2 separate regions of the Mus musculus genome follow, and region 1 is linked to region 2. A link is a contact called in public HiChIP or PLAC-seq data. All regions are on one chromosome and are shown on one strand. The core of a region is the stretch at or near the end of the contact, and the rest is flanking DNA. Distances in the headings are between cores, read along the strand shown. Region 1 holds the start of C730014E05Rik (RIKEN cDNA C730014E05 gene). Region 2 holds the start of Rfc4 (replication factor C (activator 1) 4).

Region 1 (5,932 bases), core at 2,195-4,694, 48 kb after region 2:
TATGAGCATATTCCTGAGCCTGCTGCCTGTGGAGGTCAGACAAGGGTGCTGGATCCTCTGAAACTGGAGTTGGATACAGTTATGAGCCACGATATAGGCCCTCTGCAGGAATAACAAGTTTTCTTAACCCCTGAGCTATCTCTCTAGTCCCTGAACGTCTTTTGTAAGACCAGAGAAAAAGGCTATGAAAATATTTCAGTTTCTGTGTATTATTCCTTAAAAACATTTAAAATAATTTTAAACATGTATACAATGAAATGTATTATAGCTACCAGTCATTTCCCCCTCAACTGCCCTGTGCCCTCCCACAGTGTGTTCTTCCAAGTGTATATGATTAGTTTTTGTTTTGTTGTTGTTGTTGTTTTTTTGTTTTTTGTTTTTTGTTTGTTTTTTTTTTTTTTGATAAGACCAGTTAACACTACCTGTATATGTGTGGCATAGAGCCTTTCACTGAAGTGGAAATCCTGTCAGTGGCCACACCTCCAGAAAGGAGTGATCCTCCCTCTTCCAGCCCATGCTACCTCCTCAAAGGGTGGGGACTGGGGATCCCTTACTTGGTCTACAATGGAATTCTGAATAGCTTGATCCTGTATAGGTTCAATGCAGATAACCACAGCTGCTGTGAGCTCATGCTCAGAAGACAGCATCTCTCGGCAATTGTCCCCATCCTCCGAGTCTTACGCGTTTCCTGCTTCCTTCTGCTATGTCCCTGAGCCTTGGTGGTGATGGGTGGATACAGACATCCACTTAGAGCTGAGTACCCAGGCATGAATTCTCCCATCTCTCCATTGATGCCAACCCTGCGGAAAGAAGACCAACACCGAGAAACGTCCCAGGTTCATGGGTATAAATGCAAATATTTAGAAGACAATTTGACAGCAAGGTCACTTAGCAAAATATCAGTAGTAGGTTCTGCTCTAGTGTCTATGATTCTCCTGTCCATGGGGTTTTGACCAACATTTCAGTAGCAGATGTGAATTTCCCTCCTGTGAAGCAAGTTCCAAGTCCAATTAGAAACATGTCAGTGATTGCCATAACAGCCATGCCATTATTGCACTGGTGGGTACAGCTTGCCTGGCAGGTTGGTTATTGCAGCCTGCAGGTTCCAGTGAAGGGTAAGCTGCTCTTTCCCTGCATCTCCCAGCAGCGTGAAAGCTAGCCAGCAGGGAGGAAGAGGTCTAGTTGGTTTGAGATTGATTTCCCTATATCCTGCAGTCAAATTGTTTGGTATCTTCAGCAGTAGGGTCTTACCATGTAGTTATAGTGTGAAACCAAAGGCGAGGGCAACGGCAATAGAGAACACTGTTCTGCAGACCTCTGGGGCCTCCCTGACCAGTAACTCATGGGAATGTATCCCAGGCTTTTTATATGGTGATTTTCAATTAATAATCTATGCTGGTTAGATTTTGGTCACTGACAAAGCTGGGATTATCTGGGAAGACCAAACGTCATGTGAGAAAATGCCTTCGTTAGGTTGGCCTGTAGGCAAGTTGTGGGAGGAGCATTTTCTCCATGAGGGATTAATGTGGGAGGGGCCCAGTGCACTGTGGGTGATGCCACTCTTAGACAGGTTGTTCTGGGCTGTATGACAAAGGTAGCTGAGCAAGCCAGGCTGAGCCAGCCAGTGAGCAGTGCTCCTCCCAGTCTCTGCTTCAGTCCCTCTGGCTAGGTTCTTCCCTGCCCTGGCTTCTCTTCAGGAGGGACTATAAGATGTTACATGAAATCAAGTTTTTCCTCACCAAATTGTTTTCCACTCTGGTACTGATCATGACAATAGAGAGAAAACCAAGACAATGACTTAATGTCTTTGGTGACCTTTAGGTAGATTCTTTGGAATGTATGAGCAGACCCCTAGTTTCCACCAAAGGGCTAAGAATGCTTTAAGCCTCTAAGGTCTCTAGCAGTTTCCCCTGCTCTGCTATAATGTGTTTGTTCAATGTATCCGTGCATCTATGGAATGTATCCCTGCATCTATGGAATGTATCCATCAGTATGTTTGAAGCTGTTACTTTACAACTTTCTTTGTCCAGTTGCTATAGAGGACCATGAAAATGCCACATCCCTGGAAAATGGTGATGATGATGTAGAGTTGCAGAAGTACTCTCCAAGAAGTCCTTGTCTGTGTCCAGCTCTTGACGCGTTGCCCTCTGTTTTCCTCTAGTTGTTTCAGAGTTTCAGGTCTTACATTAAAGTCGCTGGTCACCTTTGAGCCCAGTTTTGCATATTCTGAGAGACTGGCCTATGGTGTCTGACTTTCCAGAGCTCCCAGTGCCACTTGTTGAGGACTTTGTACTTTTCAGGTTTACATTTGGCACCTTTAGCAAGAACCACATAGCAGTAGCTGGATTGTCCTTGTTTTCCCTTGATCTGGTTTTGCGTCTGTACCGTGCCATTTTGTCACTGAAGTTCTATAATTAGAAGTCAGGTGTTATTCCTTCAATGTGGCTTTTGTTCAGTATTTCTTTGGCTATTTTGGGTCTTGTTTTTTTCATATGAACGTCAGGATCAATACTCTCTATTTTTATAAAGAATGTCATTTGGATTTTGATGGGGATGGCATTGTTTGTAGATTGCATTGAATATTATGACCATTTTAACAGTATCACTTATGTTTACTAATGAACATGACAGAACTTTCTTTTTTTTTTTTTTTTAATTTTATTTATTTTATTATTATATGTAAGTACACTGTAGCTGTCTTCAGACACACCAAAAGAGGGAGTCAGATTTCGTTACTGATGGTTGTGAGCCACCATGTGGTTGCTGGGATTCGAACTCTGGACCTTCGGAAGAGCAGTCGGGTGCTCTTACCCACTGAGCCATCTCACCAGCCCATGACAGAACTTTCTATCTCCCAGTGTTTTCATTATTATTGTGTGTGTGGTGTACGCATGTGTGTGTGGTGCATGTATAAGTGTTCCTGTGTATGTGCACCATTTGGAGTTTTGAGACAGGGCCTCTCACTGACTCTGAAGTTCGTACATCTGCCTAAGCTGGCGAGTTAGCCTTAGTGAAAGCATAAGAGAACAGTTCCTTCTTGTAGAAAGGCTCAATCAATCAATCTTAAAAAGAGAGAAAGGCCATGTCCCTACTGTTATCATAAAAAGACTAAGATATGATTTCCATTTATGAGGAGCGGATGTTCTAGGCCCCCACTCCAAGTCAGTCAGGAAGTCTTTGTATCAGAGGTACCGCTTGAAGGAGGAGGCGCTTACTAAACTGAGATGAGCAAGAGATAGCACCCACTCACAGAAGACCGTGGAGGAGAAGTTAAAAGCAGAGATGGGCTGATAAGGCAAAATGAGAAGTTCAGGGCAGCTTGTGGAAAAAGTGTTACAGAAAAAGCCAAACAGAAAGGCAACTGAACTGGCAAGGTTCAACGCACCACATTTCAGTACATATCTAGATATCAGTTTTTTGAGATAGAAAGCGAATAAACACTTTCTAAGCAGGAGCATCATAGGAGCACATGGGCACTGAGCTAAGGACACCTGCTGATACAGCTGATGCTCATAGGTCAGAGTTGGTATTGTTTGTCATTGGACTGGCAATGAAGACAGAAGCAGAGGTGGGTGAGTTCAAGAGAAAAGACTACATTAGAATGGTAACACTGGCATGTGGGGTTATAGGGTCCATTTCTCTGTCTCATCAGTTAAACTGCTGTTATTGTCAAGAGAAAGAGGGGAAGGTCATTGCGTGCTAGGTGGCTGTGAGTGACCCAGCCTCCACTCCAGAGAAACAGACATGGGTTTGGCCTCATCACTAGCCCGTCAAGTGAATCTTGAGAAACTGACATGTCTGTCAGTACAGGCAGGAACACATTCTGTGCTGTCCTTGCCACTTGGACAATCAGAGATAAAGGAAGATCACTTCCTCCTAGGAAGTCCACGGAAGTTCTTTGTGTCTTGCCTCTGCATTGAGGGGTACTGCCTTCAATGCACTTGTTGGTACCTTTGATTTTCATGTTGTATTTTGAGGTATTTTAATTTAGGGCTGTCTATATGTTGAAGGATAACATTATGGATAGTAGAGAGTGAGGTATTCAGCATTTATGTAACTTTGGGTCTTATGAAAATATCTTCTAAGGTTGAGAGATGTCTGTTGGTGAAGAACTTTTGGGAGTTGATCACAACTGATAAGCCCTTTCTCCTAATTATGTTATTTCTTATCCTTATTTTATGCTTGAGTCAATTACTGATTCCAAGAAAGAGACAGGAAGTGTGTGTGGCAGCATCCCTTGGCCAGATAACCAGAGGCACCATTCCCCTTGTGCTCTGGTCACAGACGCTGACTTCCTCCTTCATTGGGTAAACATCCTTTCCTTATCCCTGTTTTCCTTAAAGTCAGCACTTCCCTAACGTTTTCCTGTTCTGGAGAAAAGCCTTCCAGCAATCAAGTCAAATCAAACCAGAGAGGTTAGTAAGGATGGGCCATGGTGAGGAAATTTGAATTAGCAAATTTCCGAGTGCTTCTGGTCCTCAGCCTGCTATCTTTCCCTGCCCATAGGGCTGTCAGTGGAGACAGGACATCAATGAACAAGACTCTCCATGAAAGTAGCCACCCATAACCATATGGAAAAGGCAGCATTCTCCTCAAATGAAAGCAAACCTTAGGTCTAGAAATGCATGTTTCTTATCCAAGAATGCCTCTAATTAGTGTACTGCATTCCCCCAAATTAAAGGCTAAAACTGCCACAAAGTAAATGCCTGTTTGTTGCATTCTTATCTTTGGCAGCTTTTCTCTTAAGGACTTGACACCCTTCTGAAGAGAAGAGCAGTCCTAAATTTGATATCTATTCTCGTTTATTTTGTTCTGCTACCATAGAATCCCTGAGACTGGTTAGTTCATAGAAACACAAATTTATTTTTAACTGTTCTGGTATCTGGAGAATCCAAGACCAATGTGCCAGTGTTTTGTCAGGGTTTGGCCTCTGACTGTGGCATGGTCCTTTGAATATTGCATTCTCTAGATGGGAGGGCTGTTGTGCCTCAGCAGGTCAGACAGCTGAAGAGCAACGGCCATACCTCCTCCATCGCGACTTCTTTCTGTAGTGTCATGAATCAGTTCATGGGTATGGAACCCACAAGAGCCAAGGACCCCCATTAGGCCCCATCTCCAGACACTGCTGCGTTAGGGAACAGATTCTCAGCTCCCTGCTTTGGAGAACCACGCAGATTGCAGCATTGGCTGAGTGGATTTTTTCTCTTTAATTTAAATTTAATTATAAATTTTTATGTTTTGTTCTGAATGTTTCTGTTAAATTGTTCATGTTGTTATTTGCTATAATTTGAAATTTAGCATAAAAATTGATGATGGACTCAATCTGCCTGAATCGATAAAAATGTTAGTAATTTCAGTAATTTCCCTCTACGTTCCTATTTTTTTCTTGATTTCACTCTTTTTTCCATTTCTTGCCTCTGGCTAGGTATGTATAACTACATATGTAACCCTGGCTGACCTCATTCTGAGTGCTAGGATTACAAGTGTGGACCACCATGCCCGTCCTTCATTCCTTCCCTTTTCCCCTCACCCTCCTTTTTTTCTCGGTATGTAGCCCAGGCTCTCTCTCTCTCTCTCTCTCTCTCTCTCTCTCTCTCTCTCTCTCTCTCTCTCTCCCTCCTCTCTTCCTTCCTTCTTCCTTCCTTCCTTCTTTCTCTTCCTTTCCTTTCCTTTCCTTTCCTTTCCTTTCCTTTCCTTTCCTTTCCTTTCCTTTCCTTTTCCTTTTCCTTTTCCTTTCCCTCTTTCTTCTTTCTTTCTTTCTTTCTTTCTTTCTTTCTTTCTTTCTTTCTTTCTTTCTTTCTTTCTTTCTTTCTTTCCCTCAGCCTCTTGAGAGCTAGGATTATAGGAGGGAGCCACCATGCCTAGCTAACCAATCCTTTCCTTAAACCTATATTATACCCAACACTTGGAAGACAGAGACAGGTCTGGTCTA
Region 2 (5,594 bases), core at 1,827-4,326:
ATAGCCACAGAAAAGTCTCAAGTGTTCCTGCTGCTAAGACACCAATGACAGCACTCACATGTCACTCATGAAGTTGAAGGAGGCAGAAACTCCATTGTATTTACCTTGAACAAATACACACTACTGGAATGAAATTATTTTTGCCTTCTACCTGTACTGCATGATAAAATAATAAGCAGAATTTTATGTATCATAAAGAACAAACTTGGAATTAAAGTCAACTGCATGTGGAGGCTTACCTCTTTAACCCCAGCAAGGAAGAGACAGAGGTAAGTAGTTTTCTGGATTTGAGGCCGGCCTGACCTACCTAATGTATTGCAGGACAGTCAGGGCTACACAGCACAGTCAGTCCTTTTCTCAAAACAAAACAACAAAAAAGGGGGAACACTGCCTATAAAATCTCATAAAATCACCCCCCCCCCCCCCCAGTCAGGGTTTCTCTGTATAGCCCTGGCTGTCCTGGAACTCACTTTGTAGACCAGGCTGGCCTCGAACTCAGAAATCCACCTGCCTCTGCCTCCCGAGTGCTAGGATTAAAGGTGTGCACCACCACTGCCCGGCTAAAATCTCTTGAAAAGCTCATGAAGTGGAGTTAAAAATGACTATTTAATAACCTAACAAATGGCAACTACTTTGGTTTAAAATAAATAAATAAATAAATAAATAGCACACTTTCTCAGTTAATACATTAAATGGTCAGTACCATTTCCCCCCTCTTCAAGACAGAATTTCTGTGTAGCCCTTGTGGTTCTGGAACTTGCTCTGTAGACGAGGCTGGCCTTAAATTCAGAAATTTGCTGAGAGCTGGGATTAAAGATATGCGCCACCAGGACCAGCTAATAATTTTGATTTTAAGTCACTTATTAATTTTTATTTTTTGAGACAAATATCTGTGTACCCCTGGCTAGCTTGGAACCCCCTATCTGGACCACACATATCTGCTTGCCTCTCCCTCTCTAGTGCTGTGACTAAAGCTGTGAGCCACCTGCCATTATTTAGTAATTTTAAGAGAAACTATGACAAAGTTGTCTTTCCAAACTTTATGACTGAGATTTCTACCTAGTAAATTAACAAAACATCCTTTTATTTTGAGGCTACAGACATGGCTTAGTGGATAAGAGCACCCGCTGCTCTTCTAGAGGACCTGGGCTCAATTCCCAGAGCCCACATGGTAGCTCACAACTATTTATAACTCTAGTTCTATGGTATTTGGCGCCTTTTTCTAGCCTCTATGGGCATTCGGTACACACATGGAACACAGGCAATATATGTGTAGGCCAAACACTCAAACACATTAACTAGAAACAATTTAAAATTTTTTATTTGTTTTGTGTGTGTGTGTGTGTGCCTGTGGGCAACACATACAGATGATGTAAAGGGAACAAATATCAGAGGTCACGTCTCTCCTTCTACTACCGTGTTCGGGGACCAAACTCATGTTGTCAGGTTTCTACATCAAGTGTTTTTACCCACTGAGCCCTTTTATTGGCCCCAAATTCTCTGATCCACACCAGCGTAATTAATCAGGTTGGTACTGGGCAAGAATCATTGCGTGTGCTATAAAGGTCTGCCAGGATGAGGCAGGTAACAGTGAAACCGTCCAAGGATGTATGACAGGCACGTGGTGATGAAGGCTTCTCCAAAGGAGAGGCAGCATAAAAGTGAGCAAATGTGAGAGCTTGGAGCCAGAGCCGTCTGACTGGAGAAGCTGAACCCTAGGTCCTCCCTTCCCCACCTCCTTGTTAAAAAAAAAATTATATATATATATATATATATATATATATATATACATATACATATATATATATACACACACATACATACACACACATGCATACATATACACACATAGATAGATAGATAGGTAGGTAGGTAGGTAGTTTTGGAGTGGTAAGATGGCTCAGCAGGCAAAGGCACTTACTGCCAAGTCTGATGATCCAAGTTTGACACACGGAATACACAGGGCAGCTAAGAACTTACTCCACCTGGGAGTCGAAGCATGCTTGTGATGGCATGCATCCTCCTTCCTCAACGATAAATTTTAAACATGTGAAAACTATAGATCTATGGGCCGGAGTATAGAACAGTGGTAGAGTGCTTGCCTAGATTAAGGTTAGCGAGATTCCCAACAGGTAAGTGCGAGCTTTCAAAGCCCGATGATCTGAATGGGACCACCACTTGCTTTGCTGCGGGGACGGCTATGGGATGAGTTGGGGGCAGGAAGAGGGGTGATATAGATGAAGTACTCATATTTGAACTTCTCAATAATATTGAAACAGCAAAATAACACACACGAGGACCTTGTTTGACTTGTAAATAACCTGAAGATCCTTAGTGATCAAAGAGGTTCCACGTAGCTGACGGTTCTAGTATCATCTAGCAAATGACAATGTAGTGGTACTTAACATCAACAACAAGATCCCAACAAATTTCACCATATACATACAAGGATAAAAGTCAGATTTCAGTGGAAGTGTTTATAGCCAGCTCACAGAAACATTGCTTTCTTCGTTTCTGTAGGGCTCTAAAACTGTACACTTTATAAACATCTTAGGTCATCTATATAACTAAAGAATTAAATTCAACTACTGTATCACTCCAAGGACTAAGACTTATTATTGGGTGATACCGCGTCCCCCTACCCCTCAAAGGTGTGATCTAAATATAGCAAAGTCCCCCTTACATTAAAAAAAAAACCCCACTAGCACTTATTAGTTATTTCAACAAAAGTACAAGCAGTTCTTACTATTTTTCCACCCAAGGAACTGGTTTGACTTTCTTGGTTTCTCCACTGCTTCCTGCAGTGGCAGGTGTCCCCCGGTCCTTGGTCAGTTGTGCTTTGGCACTGACAGATGTGCCTTTCAGAAATGCCTGCATGGCTTCTTCTCCTGGGTATAAGACAAAAAGAAACCATTATGGGGCAGCTCCCCTTGAAAGGACCCCTAACTTTGTGCCTAGAGGGAAGGCGGAGGTCACATCCCGGTCCCCGCCAGCCTGTAAAAGGCTGAGAACACTCAGACCCATCACTTACAGTCGTCACCGTCCCCCTGGCACCGCGGTTCCCGCCACAGAACGGCGGCGAAAGGCATGGCGGGAGCGCGCCACGCAATAACGTCACTTCCGGCGCGCGGGTGCCAGTGACGCGCTCCCTTTTTGGCTAGCGGTGGCTAAGCTCGGCTTCTGGGTGCATCTGGGGCGTTCCGCGGAGGTGATCCTGTGTAGACTCCGCGGCCAGACCTCGGCCCAGCAGACACTGCAGAGCGCGGTCGGGGAGGAGCCGACCTAAGGAGAAAGCTTTGCTCGAAGGACCGGGCCTAGGGCGGGCCCACGCTGGGAGAGGCTTTCATTAAGCCAGTGGCTTCTTGGGTTTGCTGCCATCGTCCGTCAGCCCGGAGGTCAGGGCCAAGACGTGCTCACTTGACCCTTCGCCGGAAGGGGACACTGTGCGAACTACTGCCCTGCCCCCGATATTCAAGGACACAGAGCAAACTGCTTTTTAGAAGTGAAGCTAGAGAGAAGGCTCAGCGGTTTAAGAGCATTCACTGCTTTTGTGGAGGACTTCGGTTTGATACTTGGGGTTTTGATAGCCATCTGGTGGCTCACAACTGGAACTCCAGTTCAGGGGTCCAACGTTCCCTTCAGGGCTGCAGACCCTGAATACGTGTGCTGCACGTACTTGCACGCAAGCGGAATACTTAAACACACACAGCCCGGGACAGATGTCTTACAGTCAGTAAAATCAGCTTATTGTAGGGAGGGAGGACCATCTTCTATGGGCATTTTGTAATTCCCGAGACCCACTCAAAAACCTCGTGATCGGGCAGGAGATAAACTCATCAGTTAAAAGGACTTGCTGCTTTCCCAGAGGACTGGAGTTTGCGTTCCAGCATCTTGGGGGGGGGGGGGGGTGGACCAAGCGAAAAAGAAAGAATTTGAAAGCTTTGTAGTATATACCAACTGTCAGCAGACAGCTTGTCCTGTGAAGGATTTACTAGTCCAAATGAATCTTTCAGTTCTTAGCCAGCCTCTGCCCTTAGATGTCCTCATGTTAGCATAATAAGTTCCTAGTGTAGCTTTGGTAGCAGAGGTGGTTGTCACACGAGTCCAACAGCGACGACTGCTCCAGTAACTGCATTGCTGGGAGCTGAACTTGCCAGCCACAGGAGTGAAAGATAGTCACCCTTCCTGGATAGAACCCCTGAGCCCTCAGGGGGTTCAACTAACCTTTGCCCTACAGTGGATGAAATGTCATTGTTTCCACCAGAAGTAGAATTTGTCTAATTGTGCTCATTTTCTAGAACCAAAATTCTAAAAGGCTGCATTTCATCAGAAGCCTGTGCAGGGTTTGGCAGAAGTACACTTTCAGTCCCAAAACAGACCTACAAGGTCAGAATCTCTGGTGTCTGGGACTATGTATTTATAAGGTCTGTGGTTAGTGGACATAATGTTTCTGCTTCCTCCAAACCTCAGATGGAAAACCTCAATGTAATCAATCCCCGGTGTTGTCCTCAGTAATTCCAGGGTTAATGCTATAACAAGAGACTTTGTTCTTTTCGGTTTTCGTTCCCCCTTGAGATGGTTCTGCAAGAGATCCTACCAGATGGTGCTTAAGCTTAAACTTGCCAGATTTAAGAACTGGGATTCCAGTAGAGGGGCTGAAGAGATGGCTCAGCGGTTAAGAGCACTGACCTCTTTCCAGAGGTCTTGAGTTCAATTCCCAGAAACCACATGGTGGCTCACAACCATCTGTCATGGAATCTGAAGCCCTCTTCTGGTGTGTCTAAAGACAGCTGCAGTTTGAAGATGAGCTACGGTGTACCCGTATACATAAAAAAAAGTCTTCAGAACAAAACAAAACTAAGCATAGCTGGGCGTGGGGGTGGCATGTGCCTTAAATCCAGCATTTGGGAGGCTGAGGTAGAGGCAGTTGATCTGAGGACAGCCTGGTCTACAGAGCGAGTTCCAGAACCAGAAAACAAGCCTTAAGTAAGTATACATTCATTACAAATTACCCAGCACAAGACAGAGTGCATTGCTTTTCACTACACTATTTGTTATTCTAACTGAATTTCCTCCATAAAATAGCCCACTTATTGTGACTGGGGATGAGAACGTAAACTATGCAGGAATAGCCCAACTGAAAAATCTCCATGCTGTTTACCACTGTAAAGGTGATGGGTCCTGGCCTGGGAGAATGAAGTCTAAAATGAGGTGGGCTAGTCTCATGCAATAACTTTATTCAGAGCACCAGATAGTTTATAACCCTGAGAGTTAAGAATAAGCACAGGAGAAAAGTGTACAATCATAAGGATAAGCCACACCTGGCAAAAACATGTTTTTTTCCATAGAGGCAGAAAACAGCAGTAGCCAGTTGTAATGAATGATTTGAAATGAATGCACTCCCAGTGCGCCTGGGAGGGGCATGGAAACCCATTCCAAGAACAGTTCCGTGTTTTGAAGAAACTGAGGATCACAAACTCGTCTTTTCTTGGGGTATTGCCACAAGCACACAGAATTCTCACAACTTCATTCTTAGTGTTCTGACACCTTTTACTAGGAAAAACCCACTGCTTATGAACAAATACAAAAACCAC

Evidence for each region. HiChIP or PLAC-seq counts read pairs in DNA pulled down with a chosen protein or histone mark.
Region 1: an H3K4me3 HiChIP or PLAC-seq map of the SCID.adh cell line shows a contact between it and region 2, with 23 read pairs. The contact joins the promoter of C730014E05Rik here to the promoter of Rfc4 in region 2. A contact is called at or near these places in 2 of 39 promoter capture datasets (3T3-L1-derived adipocytes and macrophages), 1 of 484 Hi-C or Micro-C datasets (CD4 T cells), 6 of 115 datasets of contacts at active chromatin or transcription factors (the SCID.adh cell line, embryonic stem cells and pancreatic cancer cells) and 2 of 9 other capture datasets (adipose tissue and pancreatic islet).

What each region holds. Positions count from the first base shown.
Region 1 is chr16:23,171,836-23,177,767 of GRCm38.p6, forward strand. C730014E05Rik (RIKEN cDNA C730014E05 gene) reads left to right here and starts at 3,445. Exons shown (of 3, transcript NR_155420.1): 1 at 3,445-3,568.
Region 2 is chr16:23,124,654-23,130,247 of GRCm38.p6, forward strand. It overlaps Rfc4 (replication factor C (activator 1) 4), which reads right to left and starts at 3,077. Exons shown (of 11, transcript NM_145480.1): 1 at 3,032-3,077; 2 at 2,747-2,888. The coding sequence starts at 2,877.